Linked DNA regions of Sparus aurata: region 1 is linked to region 2. Evidence: chromatin contacts called from public Hi-C data. All regions are on one chromosome and are shown on one strand. The core of a region is the stretch at or near the end of the contact, and the rest is flanking DNA. Distances in the headings are between cores, read along the strand shown. Region 1 holds the start of LOC115586770 (transcription factor Maf-like). Region 2 holds the start of wwox (WW domain containing oxidoreductase).

What was found. A called contact is a pair of places that touch in the nucleus more often than the background predicts.
Region 1: a Hi-C map of an unstated tissue shows a contact between it and region 2, with 6 times the contacts expected there. The contact joins the promoter of LOC115586770 here to the promoter of wwox in region 2. A contact is called at or near these places in 2 of 2 Hi-C or Micro-C datasets (skeletal muscle and an unstated tissue).

What each region holds. Positions count from the first base shown.
Region 1 is chr8:8,338,345-8,345,190 of fSpaAur1.1, reverse strand. LOC115586770 (transcription factor Maf-like) reads left to right here and starts at 2,224. Exons shown (of 3, transcript XM_030426107.1): 1 at 2,224-3,667. The coding sequence starts at 2,691.
Region 2 is chr8:8,154,131-8,160,690 of fSpaAur1.1, reverse strand. It overlaps wwox (WW domain containing oxidoreductase), which reads right to left and starts at 2,409. Exons shown (of 9, transcript XM_030426104.1): 1 at 2,158-2,409; 2 at 1,119-1,183; 3 at 782-839; 4 at 483-652. The coding sequence starts at 2,264. It overlaps nfat5a (nuclear factor of activated T cells 5a), which reads left to right and starts at 5,748. Exons shown (of 12, transcript XM_030425261.1): 1 at 5,748-6,102. The coding sequence starts at 6,030.

The sequences.
Region 1 (6,846 bases), core at 975-3,474, 180 kb before region 2:
AAGGAAAAAAAAAATCCCATCCCCGATGAAATAAAGAAAGTAGTAAACTTCATGGCAGTGAGCCTCCTACATGAAAGTCCGAAGGGAGACAGAATGAGGTGCATACTGGACTATTAGCCCTCAGTAACACAGCTGATGCATTGGCTCTGGACTCTGCTTGTTAACCCTTGAGACTCCCGGTCCGATAAATCCTGGTTTTAAGAGATCTGGCGAACCTGGAGCTCACACAGCAGCGAGTGTCCACCGCTGCATCAAATATGGGCACTTAAACTGCCCTCTGTGTGGGACTGATATTTATGATATTTTTGGGTGTGCAGGGTTTAAAACACGACCTTTTTTTGCATTAAAACAATCTATTTTTTCTTTACTTTTCTTCACCTCACTTTGTTAGGACATGATTTTTCTGTCGCTGAACATAAAGTCACACAAAACGAGTGCATAAAACGCCACCTTTAATATGAAAAACACACTCAGAAGTTGTTTTCCTGCGCTCTGAATTTACACTACAGCAGCGACGACATGTAGCAGCATCAGATGGGACACCTCGTCTGATTAATATTTATTCAGAAGCATCAGAGGGGGCCTCTGTTGTGTCTTCTAATGAATAAAACACGATGTTTATCCTTCCTGTTTAACGTTAAGTCCCCACGAACAGTCACAGGGACCAGGAGAATATTTACTTGCGTCGGGGACACCGGGGAGTTGGATTATCTGCTGGCGGCTTTGTAGTTTTCTGAAGCTTCCCCGTGTGACATGTTCCAGGGAGAGTGCTCTTATTTACTCTCCGGTCCCTCTGTGCATAGCCCTCCTTATTGTTTGCTCTCATGTGCCACCACTCCTGAGGAATGTGCTCGGGGACGAGAGAGGGAGGGAGAGAGACACCGGGAGAGACAGAGACAGAGAGAGAGGGAGAGAGAGGGAGAGAGAGAGACAGAGAGACAGAGAGAGAGGGGGAGAGAGAGAGAGACAGACAGACAGAGAGAGAGGGAGAGAGAGAGAGAGAGGAGGAGGAACACTGATGCTGTGATCGTTCCATTAGAGTCCACCAGCACACAGATGGAGGAGTTGTCTCTGTGGTTTCTGATTAGAAAAAAAAGATTTGATGTTGTTTGTCCTGCAAGAAATTGACTTTAATGTGAATGAGGGGAAAATGAATGTATAGTTTTTCTTCTTACAATTAAAAAACATGTATATTTCCTTTAATTGGTGCCTTTTAAAAAAATTTTAAGCAATATTTTGGTTGTTTAGGAAACCAGAAATGTGCATTTGGTCCTGTGAAATATTCTCCCTGTCCAGCAGGAAGAAAAAAAACAGAGACCACACATGAAAATAAAGATTCAAAGAAATTAAAGATTGTTCCATTTAAAGCAGAGAAAAAACAAAAACACATTTGCACCCAGCAGCAGCAGCAGCAGCAGTGCCGGACACTCACAGGACCTCTGGAGGAACATGAAGTATTATTTTCTACCGAAAGGTGGCGACGTTGGGTTTCCAAACACTGTCAGTCACGCAGACCTCATGCCAGGCTGCTCTCACACACTTCCACCGTCCTCACACGACGCTGCGCTTCATCCTGCACACGTGTATTTCTGATATTTCTGATATTTCATCTGCGGTACGGGATTATTTATTGACTATTTATCCGTCGCTCGGTGGGAAATCATTAAAAATGTAATTCGATGCATCTCATCGCCAAGACAGAGACGGTTTGGGGCTCATTAATTAGGAAAAAAATATCTGCCTGCATAATTAATGAAATACACCTGTGAAAGATATTTATCTGTCGACACGACGAATGTCAGAAGGGCGGAAGAAAAAGTCTGACGGCGCTGAAACAAACAATGAGTCTAAAAATGTATTTAAATGATTATTAAAAACCCGAATTATGTGTTAAATTGTGACGACTCGCCAATCCAAAAGAGAGAGACATGCATATTTACCATCAGATATCTTCTGTTAATCCTCCGAATCTGTTTTCTGTCTTTTATTTGCTTTTCCTTCCCTTCCGCGCAGAAAAAAATAACAAATAAAAAGTGACAAAAGACGGAATATTAAGTCTGGTGTCAATCTGCTGATGGGCTCGGACACTTCACAAAACTTTGGGTTTCTATACTATTATGCTAATTAGCTCCCCCGGCTGAGCTCCTCATTGGCTGAGTCTCGGTCAATTTCATATTTCAGTGTGACGTCAGACCGCCTATAAAACTAAGCAATGCTTTTTAACTCGTCGGCTGACTGATCCCCTGGAAAAAAAGGGAAAAAAATCTATCAATCCTTGGGTGGAGTTTTTTCCCCCCCCTTTTTTTTCATTCTCCACAAAGCAACTATTTGCCCGGGACACGTACGTGAACCTCCTCAATTTGGCGCACTAATCCTAAAAGGAGCCATGAAGTGTTAAATGGTAGAAACAGAGAGAGCGGCGCTCAGACACCCGCACGCTGGGAGAGAGGGAGGAAACAGCGCTACTCTGTGCAACACAGACTGAAGGAGAGAGAGAGAGAAAAAAAAAGAAAAAACTTATCGACTCACGAAACCAAACCTGCGCTGCGCAATTAGTGCGAGAAAATCCACTTTTTTCTTCGGTTTTGAAGAAAATAAATAAAGAAATCAAGCTGGCTCAGTGCGTGTCTCAGCAGCCCACTTTGACAGGTGCTCCTCACCCCCTTTGGAGGACTGTCAACAGCAAGAGGATGGCATCAGAGCTGGCAATGAGCAACTCCGACCTGCCCACCAGTCCCCTGGCCATGGAATATGTTAATGACTTCGATCTGATGAAGTTTGAAGTGAAAAAGGAGCCGGTGGAGCCCGATCGCAGCATCAGCCAGTGCAGCCGCCTGGTCGCCGGGGGATCCCTATCTTCCACCCCGATGAGCACGCCTTGCAGCTCGGTTCCCCCCTCTCCAAGCTTCTCGGCGCCCAGTCCGGGATCAGGGAGCGAGCAGAAGGCTCACTTGGAGGATTTCTACTGGATGACCGGATACCAACAGCAGCTGAACCCCGAGGCTCTGGGCTTTAGCCCGGAGGACGCCGTAGAGGCGCTGATCAGCAGCAGTCACCAGCTCCAGACCTTCGATGGCTATTCCAGAGGGCAGCAGTACGGCGGCTCAGCCGGGGCAGCGGGCGCCATGGCCGGAGAGGAGATGGGATCAGCGGCCGCCGTGGTGTCCGCGGTCATCGCTGCAGCCGCCGCTCAGAACGGGACTCCACACCACCACCACCACCATCACCACCACCACCACAACGGGGCACACCACCCCTCCTCCGGGTCTCAGTCCGGCGGCGGCGCGGGGGGAAACCACCAGCACTTGCGCTTGGAAGATCGGTTCTCGGACGAGCAGCTGGTGACCATGTCGGTGCGGGAATTGAACCGGCAGCTGCGGGGGGTCAGCAAGGAAGAGGTGATCCGTCTGAAACAGAAGAGGAGGACGCTAAAGAACAGAGGCTATGCCCAGTCCTGCCGGTACAAGCGGGTCCAGCAGCGGCACGTCCTGGAGGGAGAGAAGACGCAACTCATACAGCAGGTGGACCACCTCAAGCAGGAGATCTCCCGGCTGGCCAGGGAGAGGGACGCCTACAAGGAGAAATACGAGAAGCTCATCAGCACCGGCTTCAGAGAAAACGGAGGATCCGCCAGCGACAACAACCCCTCATCCCCGGAGTTTTTCATGTGAGTCTCGGCGCTGAAAAAAAAGTTTTAATACCCGACCATCACAGAGAAACCGAGAGAAAAAAAAAAAAAAAACTCTTTTAATTTGCGCGCAGCTAAAATAGTTTGTGCGTGTTTGTGTTGTGCTGTCGGTAGCTGAGGACAAAAAGAGTTTTATTCTGGTTTTTGTTTTTTTTTTGTATTTTCAGAAGTGATTTCTGTTTCAGGGTGACGATCTGCTCTTCATTTATGTTTTTTTTTTCTTTTTACCACTTACTTAAAATAGGCCGCTCTCCTCAGATCATTTAGAGGATTTATGTTCGTCTTCAGACATAAAAATCAGCTCCAGTTCCGCCCTGATCTGATCACCTCACCCTGCGCCTCGTCCATCCTTCCTCCCCCTCCTTCAGCCCCCCAGAATGTGTGTGGTGAAATGAAACAAACCCCCCTCAGGCTCCTGCAGCTTTTTTATTATTATTATTATTATTTTCATATGAATTTATTTTGGGTTTTTTTGTTGTTCATTTTTTTTATACAAGTGAGCCTCATTTCCATGTCACCCATCCCATGTGTGTTGTGGAAGAAATCAAACTGAGTTACAAGAGACGGTTTTTTTTTTTGGAGGTGGGAGAGAAAAGAACTGATGTCAGACTGTAACAGTCGTGTGAAGCCATGCATGCTGGTCATGTGCGGGATTGTGTTTGGACTTTTATTTCCTTTCCTTTTTTTTTTCTCTTTTGCTTGTGTTTGTGAACTTGTGTATGATGATTGTATTGCACCATGACTGCATCTGTTCAGCCCTCGTCACCTTTTGGGATTTATTTGTAAGAAAAAAGAAAAGAAAGAAAAAGAAAGTGTGAACAAGTGCATCCATCCGTCACTTTCCTCTCATAAAACCTCGACCCTCCATCATTTTATTTACAAGCTTCTTCTGAAGCCTTGTGAGGAGGAAAAAAAAGGACATTGTGGGATGAAAAAACAGAAAACGTTGTGCTCAGTATTGATTTGTATTGACAGACAGCAACGCCATCGAGGTGAGCATCATCGGTATATTTAGCAGAGACAATATTTCCTGACTAAATAGATTATCGCGATCAACAAGTGGGGCTGAAGATATATAACAAATCGCTTTCGAGCAGAGCAGAAGCAGATTATGATGCATGTCCTGAAATAAATGAGAAACAGGCCACTTGTTCACGCTACAGTGTTGCAACAAATGAGCTTCCTCTTCCTGCTACTTCGTTGTTAATGTGTTTTTCCTTTCTTCTAAGGAACTTAATTAAGTTTACCCAGAACCCTATGGGTGTTATTCGGTAAATAAACTGTGAAGTGTTAATGTTAATGTTCTCCCGGTGTTGTGGAATAATTCTTAAAATAAAATAAAATAAAATAAAAAGCAGCAGCCATATACATCTTTTGTGATGCCCATTGGATTTCTACACAGTAAAAAACTAATAAATGTATTGTCTGGACAGTGCAAGAGAACTGGCAGACATCGTGTTGACTCTTAAACAAAATGGAATTTAATAAATATACCATTCATCAATAAACCTTCGTGAATGGAAACAAATATATTCTCCTTGAAAATGTTTTATTATTTTTCTTCTTTTTTGTTTCAGTTGTGCATGTTGTTTGTCACACCACACACTGTCAGTCCTGAAATCTGAAATCTGAACAGAAAAGAGGGAAAGACTTCAGTCACACAAATGTTCCTGAGACAGGATGAACATCTGCTCAAAAACATCTGGTTCTGATTAAAGCGCGCTGCAGATGTTGCGCACAAGGCGCATAATTGTAACAGCTCCAGGATCAGATCCAGCTCTCAGGTGTGTTTTTAGTGTGATTTTACAATTAATGATTCATTTTGCGTTTTAAACTCTTTTTTTTCTCCGTCTCTGTAAAATACACGGCGAAATATTCCACAGTGTTTCCTTTTATTCACTGCTTTTGCTTCTCGAGAAATACAAGTGACGCTCTTCACCTGTTGCGTAATTTTAAAGACGGAAAACATCTTTAATTTCGCTTTTAAAACGTGCAGAAAATCAAACCACGGTGCGCGGCATGGGTGACATCAATTCATTTGTTTGCCTCGGGGCCTAATAATGTTGCTGCAGGTGTCCTAGAAAAAGCCGAGTTAATGATTGATTCGAGGGTAAACTTGCACTTTTCACTCGGTTGTCTGTCCACTTGTTGAGTATCGTGTGTGGAAAGTTTCATTTCAAACCGGAGCGCAGATAAAGGTCGAGATGACCAAAACTGATAACACACCTTTGTGTCGAGAGAGATGAGACAAAATTTGTCTAATTTTGGGGAGGAGAAAAAAATATGAATTTTAGACTCCGTGCTGATGGTCCCGTGTGGAAATAAACTCCAAACACTTCAAATAAATTCTGTGGCTTTACGATTAAAACTGACTCATCTCTGATCGGAACGCATCATTTTTCCAGCGTGACTAAAATTTCCAAGTTAATTTGGCAATCGACCAGTTTTTAGCCTCTGAGTAAAGACCCCTTTGTTTGACTCCTGACATAAAAAATGCTGATGAGAGTATAAAAATAAAAAAATAAAAAAATGAAAAAGAGGCGAAAAAAGCCACAGGAGGCACTCGCTCGGCGGTAATTTGGTTTTGGAGCGGCTGACAGTCTGCAGCCTGCCTCGGTGCAGACTGACTCTGGCCTGCAGCGTGTTTCTGCTCCTGAAAGCAGCCGGATGAACTCGAAGCGTCCTGAAGAGCAGCACGGTTCAGATACAAGCTGCCACGCAAGGTCACCACGATGCATGCTGCTGCTGCTGCTGGACACCTGCGTTTGTGTGTGTGTGTGTGTGTGTGTGTGTGCATACGTAGTGTATTTTTCTCTTTGTTTTCTAAACGTGTGTGTATCCCATGAAAACTTTCAGTGTGTTTCATGTTTTAACACTCTGCATTAGCTGAGTGACTCACCTGTGCTGCACTGTCAGTCAGTCACCTGGCTTCTATTAAACCCCCCCACCACCACCACCACCACCATGAAAGCCCAGAGTGAGGGACAAGATGGGAGAGCATGATCCCCCTCCTGCTGCCTCCTGAAGGAATGATTTTCCTCTGTGATTAAAAGTGAGTGAGAGACAGAGATAGAGAGAGCGAGCGAGAGAGCACCACAGAGAGAAAGAGAGAGAGAGAGAGAGAGAGAGAGAGAGAGAGAGAGAGAGAGAGATACTGG
Region 2 (6,560 bases), core at 1,160-3,659:
ATAAAGACAATTAAAGATTTTATGTTTATTTGATTTCCCTCCCTGTCATTATCTATCTCGAACAAAGCAGCAAGTCTGAACAAATGGCCACTACTTGTGCTAATTTAAACTAAAAGAAAGAGGAAATACATTTGTTTCCAGACCATTATATAGTGAGCCATGCATTTGCTGGCTACAAATGGACACCATTCATTACAGTTAACAATGACATCCAATTCAGCCCAGCTAATGAACTTCAATACAATCATGTTCGGTATTAAGGAGTGATTTGTTGAGTCTAAGTGTATCATTTTGGAGGCTAATGTTGATGAATGCCTGGCTGTGGAGAGATGGAGAGACACTCTTGTCACCCTTCTACTACAGCGTGATACCACAACACCATCTAGTGGCACCATCATGGAAACACACTTAACAGCATATTGATGATTTCTAACATGATGTTATTAAATTGGTAGAACAGTTTAGGATTTTATGAAACTCACCAATGCCAGAGTTGCCTCCAGTTATGACGATAACCTTGTCAGAGAAGTCACGACCCTGCAGGATCTCGAGAGCAGCAGTGTTTCCGTCATAACGTTTTGGCTTGATGATCACATCCTCAACTGTAAATGCCTGTCGCGGGTCAAAGTATGTTGTCCGCTTGTTAATGTGGCTGAAAGTGACAGAGGAAAATAGGATGTTATAGAGGAGATCATATCCCAAATATGTATCGTCTAGCTTTGCCTGTGAGGCTAAAAAGAGGCTCATTTGTTTCATCTGGTTCAATCATCGATCTACTTACTCAACATAAACGATCTGCCCTTTCTCATCAGTTTCTTGTTCCCAACCATACGGTAAATCTGTGGGAAAAACAGACAGAATTCTTCTTCAACAGCCTGAATGCAAAGGCACAAAATGAATAGCATAGCTGTAAGCTGCAACAATACTAATTCAGTACTTTCACAAAGAAAGTAACTCACAAAACAAGAAACAAGGCATTAACAAGGGAAATGTCAAACTGAATTATTGCACAGTGAAGGTTAAAACAGCATTAGAGACTGCAGTAAACCACTTTAAGTGAGCCTCACGCACATAGAAATACATGTAAGACACTGGAAAAACACTTTAATATAGCAAACCTCCAGCACAACGTTTCTTCTTTCCTGTCTTGGGATGTTCCCACTGTGTCTTCATCTCATCGTGGCTGTTGGTGCACAGACACAAAAGAAGATTGAAAAAATGACCCTGGCTTTGCTCCTTACTTTACCTCATTCATTCATTCATCTACGTATTTATAATGTACTGAGAACAGCACATATTGATCAGAGTAGATTTGATGTTCGCCGTGATGCTGCACATGAAAAGACACAACAACAGAATGTATAGCATAAATGAAAGGCAACCCCATGAATGGTGTTATAGAAAAGGCACACACAATCATAACAACAGCTGGTGAGGGAAATAAAAGGAGACATGACACATATTAACAAAAGAATACATATAGAGAGGGCTTCACAAAACAACCAACTTTAAACATTTACATTTAGGGCATTTAGCAGAAGCTTCTGTCCAAAGCGACTCACAACAAGTAGTATTTATCACAAGAAAGAAACCACAGTACATCACCGTTGACATCACATGCAAACCAGCTTCAAACATATAAACGACAGACACTGACCCCCTCACAAAATATCAATAGTGGCAGTAGTGTTATTTACTCAGAGTAGCTATACTACACACTAGACTTCATCATATCAATGACAGACACTGACGCACAGAATAAAATGAAATGTTGAGCAAGTATCTCGGCACTGTTGTGTCTCCCCACAGGTTGTGTCTTCTTCCTGTGGCCCCCCACAAGCCACCTACTGCTCTGTCCCATCACCCACCACTGTCCCATCGTCACAGCCTCTGAGCTACAGTACTGATAACAACTCTTACTTCAATTTGAGTCTCGCTGCCAGTCATAAAAAAACGTTTCACATTAAACAGTCCATCTTTTTTAGCACCAAAACCAACCGTGACGTGAGCTCTGTGCATTTTCTAACTCACGCTAGCTTAAATAAACCGGTGCAGCTAGCAAGCCGTGTTAGCCGACATTATCCGTTGGTTGTGAGGGGGGCTTCGGCTAAACTCCTGAATGCTGACAGTTAGCGTTACTACATCTGTCCCACTTACTTTGCATAGTAGACCCAACCATCTTTCGTGGATCTCTCTTCCCACCCGGGAGGTAACTCATCCTCGCTGTCTGTATCGTCCATACCTGCGTATTTCAGAGCCGCCATAACTCACTTTTTAAATCACGTAAACGACGGCGCAACAACCACTTAACCGTTGCTGGATATCTGCTCTGAAGGATGAATGCAAGCTGTCAAAAATCACACACACAGCGTTTCCCGGCACTTCCGCAACAACACTGTGACGTAAGCCGAATAGACGTCTGGGAAATTGAGGCTGGAGGAGGCGTGTGCGTCGGGTTGGCACAGCAAGGTCAACCTTAACCAAAGAGGTCAATGTTTAATAAAGCCCGTCTTCAAAAAGTTATTATGTGCCTTATAAACTACTTTTATGACTGTAATGATTAAAACCGTAATAGGCCGGTTAGTGTAATCATTGACGAGCTTAAAGTTAAATATAAGCACCATAAACTGAAAGGACCAAGAGCTATTACGCACAAAGACACATGGTGCATATTTGCTGTATTTATGTGTTCATAATAAAGTATTTTATGTTAACGTATAGCATAGTTAAATTGGAAGACACAAGTCATGAGCCTGTGTGACCCGACACTGTCCTGCACAGCTGCTCCTCATTAGCAAACCAGCTCTTCTGTATGCAAAGGCAGCAGTGTTCCCTTGTTCCTGCTCCTTTACCTGCCTGTAAACCTGTTAGGCTACCTGTAGCAGGTGTCCCGCCTGTCTGCCGATGGCTGCACAACTATTATGGAACAGGGCATCAGGAAAATGTAATAAAAGAGTCATTAAATCGATATGATAATAGCAGATCCATCCTGGAAACTTGACTAACCAGCATACCACAGTAGAAAGAAGGAGAACATGAGTCACTTCCCCATCAGCCGCTCGTCTTTTCTATGTACTGAAACTGTTCTAACCTGCATTCAAACATCATTCAAATAGGTCTCTTTTACAGAGGACATTTTGACATGACATGAGGAAAAAATGATGGGTGAATTTCACTGAGCTGCCTCAGTTCCAGGGTTTCCTGGCATTGTGCACGCTCGCTCACTTTCATGGGACACTTGAGAGGAAACCATTACTAATGTTATCAGAAACACCTGTGTTTGTCGGAAAAGGGTGTGTTAATTCATTCTTTCATATGTTCATATTATACTTAACTTTTTTGTATGCATAGATTGTATGTGAGTCAATCATTTGTGTCTTTATGTTTGCTTTCTTAAAATGACTTAAAGGAAGAATTGTATATTTATTTACTGAATTTGTCTCTTTATTATTAGTCATTCTGTCAAACTGCTGATGTTCATTTACTAACCAAGGAAATTAGTCATGACAGCAGGTGTATGGTATAAAATTGTCGTGCTTTCTTTGAAGTTTAACGTGGTTGTAAAGCAGAAAGTTGCAGCAGGGAGAGCCACATAAGCATATACAAAGGAGCTTTATCCAGTTTCTGCTTTATAGCTTGCCACTTGCCCCCTCACAAACTATCAATAGTAGCAGCATTGTTATGTACTCACACAGTGGCTGCTCTGCACACTAGGCTACTTTTCTTGAATTCCACTCTTGTGCCACTCCTGTTTGCTATTGATGTGGTTCAACTGCTGCTTTAAGTGAGCAGGTTGTGTTATTACTGTGAAGGACACGAAGAGTGGTTTTACTTTGGATATTTCATGGCTTCTGGGAAAAACTTGCTGTCATGCGTAATGACTTTGAAGAATCTGCTGACGCTTGTTCAGCCGTGCAACTGGTCTAATATGATCGACTGCCAAGATGCTAACTTTAATTTTACTCATTGCACAACAGACTCTTCCTTCAGTTCCAGTTTGGCACATAGCATCCCTCGTTTATTCTCTACTTCCCCAAAAATGTGAAGCAGTCAAGTTGCAGATGTACTAAAGCATTACAATCTGCTGTGATCTAGTCGACCCTGTCACGGTGGCACAGTTTCAAAGAATTCAGGATGTTTCAGGCAGTGCAAATTGTGCAGGGCTGAACTGTGGTTACCTGGCAAACAACTTCCCCCAAGCAGGCGAAACAGCACTGAACCTTGACGTAGAATGAACGCTGTCACACTTCAGGCCACGGGCTTCTGGAGCTGAGGTAGACAACCACTGTAGTGACAATCTGGGACACGCAAGAGAGGAGAGCACGATGGCTCAGGCTGTTATTCTGTTGCTTCTCCACATGACAGCCGCTCACCCAGTCATTGAGCATGAGTTGTGACAATCAGCTGTTGTGGTGTTTTCATCAGGAAGCTTATTAACACCACCGCTGCATCAAAGAAACATGGAAGCTGTGACGAAATCATCTTGACTCATGATCCACTCTTGAGCTTCTTCCTGTTCCTTTAACTACACCACAGTCTTCAGTAACGGATAGAGTTTGCTCAGTTGCGATTGTCATAAGGTCATTAATGAACTCTCTCTCTCTCAATGAGAGATCTGTCTAAATGCTAACAAAATAATGCACGTTACTTAAAGCAAGCAGGTGTTGTGATCAAATGTTACATCGGACAAATTGTTACAGACCTGGGTTTAGTATTTATAATTGTGGGGGGCGCCAAATCGCACAAAATGCCCATTTCTACATAATGTTGTTATATAACGTTATACTTTTACTCTACGAGATTTGAGTGGGGGATGTTTTATTTTTCATGCCAATACATTGATCTAACACTGGGGTTGACATGGTAGGATATTTTCCAGGAGCGATATCCTTCTCTGAAGTTTTCATGTATGGTATTACAAAAGTATTTTTATTATTATTATCATTTACAACGACCCTTAACAGGATGAACAGAAGGGTTTCTTGGTTAAACAAACACTAATACATTTTTAAAAATATTTCAGACAAGAAACTTGATTTTAACTTGAAATATATTTTTCTTATTAATATTTCCATACAAAACATGTGAGCTCAGATAAAATATGGTGCATTGCTATAGACTGAACCACCCAACTGTCTAAAAGTAATTCAAATTAGCTCCAAATCCACCAGCTCTAACATTATAAGAACCTATAATAATAATCAGATATAGTACAATGTAATAAAGGCCATTTTGCTGCATAATCAGTGCTCTGACTTTTAAACATTAGGCATAATTTATTGTATGTTTTCCTTACTTCGATAGTGAATGCAACATGTATTATCATTATTATTAGTTTTTTTATGTTGTGGTATTGCTGCATTTATTCAAGGAAAAGATGTGAATAGCCTATTCTTTAATCCACTGCCCAACACTGCCTGTCAATACCTACAAAATTTTGGATAAAGAAATAAGAAACCTTCAATGAGAAGATTTAATATGGAAGGTCAGCTCAGTACACCATGGACAGAGCAGGACCTCTCCAACAATCCAACATTCAGGGAATGTGAGGAATGTGAGTGTCTTTCCAAGTCACCTGGCACTAACACAACTTGGTGTCACGCGTGTCCCACCTTACCCGAGGTGTGTAACAGGAGCTCGATCCATGTGTCATAACGATAAGAGGCATCCATTGAGTTTAGTGACACTGCCCTCCTGTGTGTGATTGGAGCTTCAGCCCGGCCACGGCGCATGCCCCACGGCAGCAAAAGGGGGAGGGGCTAAGAGGTGGGCCGACCAACTGTAGGCAAGTGTGTGTTTGTGTCTCCTCTCAGCAGAGACACACACACACTAACGTGAGGCGTGCTCGCGAACGGTTTTTTTTCTGCCATTGAAAGTTTTGTTTTTGTCGCCTTAAGATTGTTTCGATGTTACACTGTGTGTATTAAAAACATTCCGCTTGTACAACGCAATATTTATTGGCCCCAAAGCTGCCGACTTCGTTTCTTCTAAAGAGTGTCCGCTTCCCCTCCCCTCGATGAAGCGCTGCGATGCCCTCTGATTTTATATCCCTCCTTAGCTCGGATCTCGACCTCAATTCCCCCAAATCTCTATACTCAAAAGGTAAGATTTCTATTACATAAATGTTACTGTGACGACACTAACCCGTTTCGTCCTGGTTTAATGGGGAGCAGAATGAATGTCTTCATGGCTCATGTTAAGCTGCTAGCTAGCAGTAGTTAGCTTCTTTTCTGCTGTTAGCCAGCCTAGCTAGCTTAGTTAGTTAGCTGCATTTGGCTTGTGCACTGGCGACTACCTGGCTGGTTAGCTGTCCGTGTCACAATGCGTGGACGACCATGTTACGCCAGGTCGCTCATCATAATTATGCCGAATGACACGTGATATCATATGAAAGTGATTGGGTTTGACATTATTCATTAGGCTGGTGGGCTCGCATTATAGTAGATACATATTATTAGCTAGCCACAGCTACGTGAGGTCGCTTACCAGCCACCACATTGTTCAGGGGGTTTGACGTCTGAAAGTCTTGCTCGGATTCTGCAGAGGTGTGTGTTGTGTGT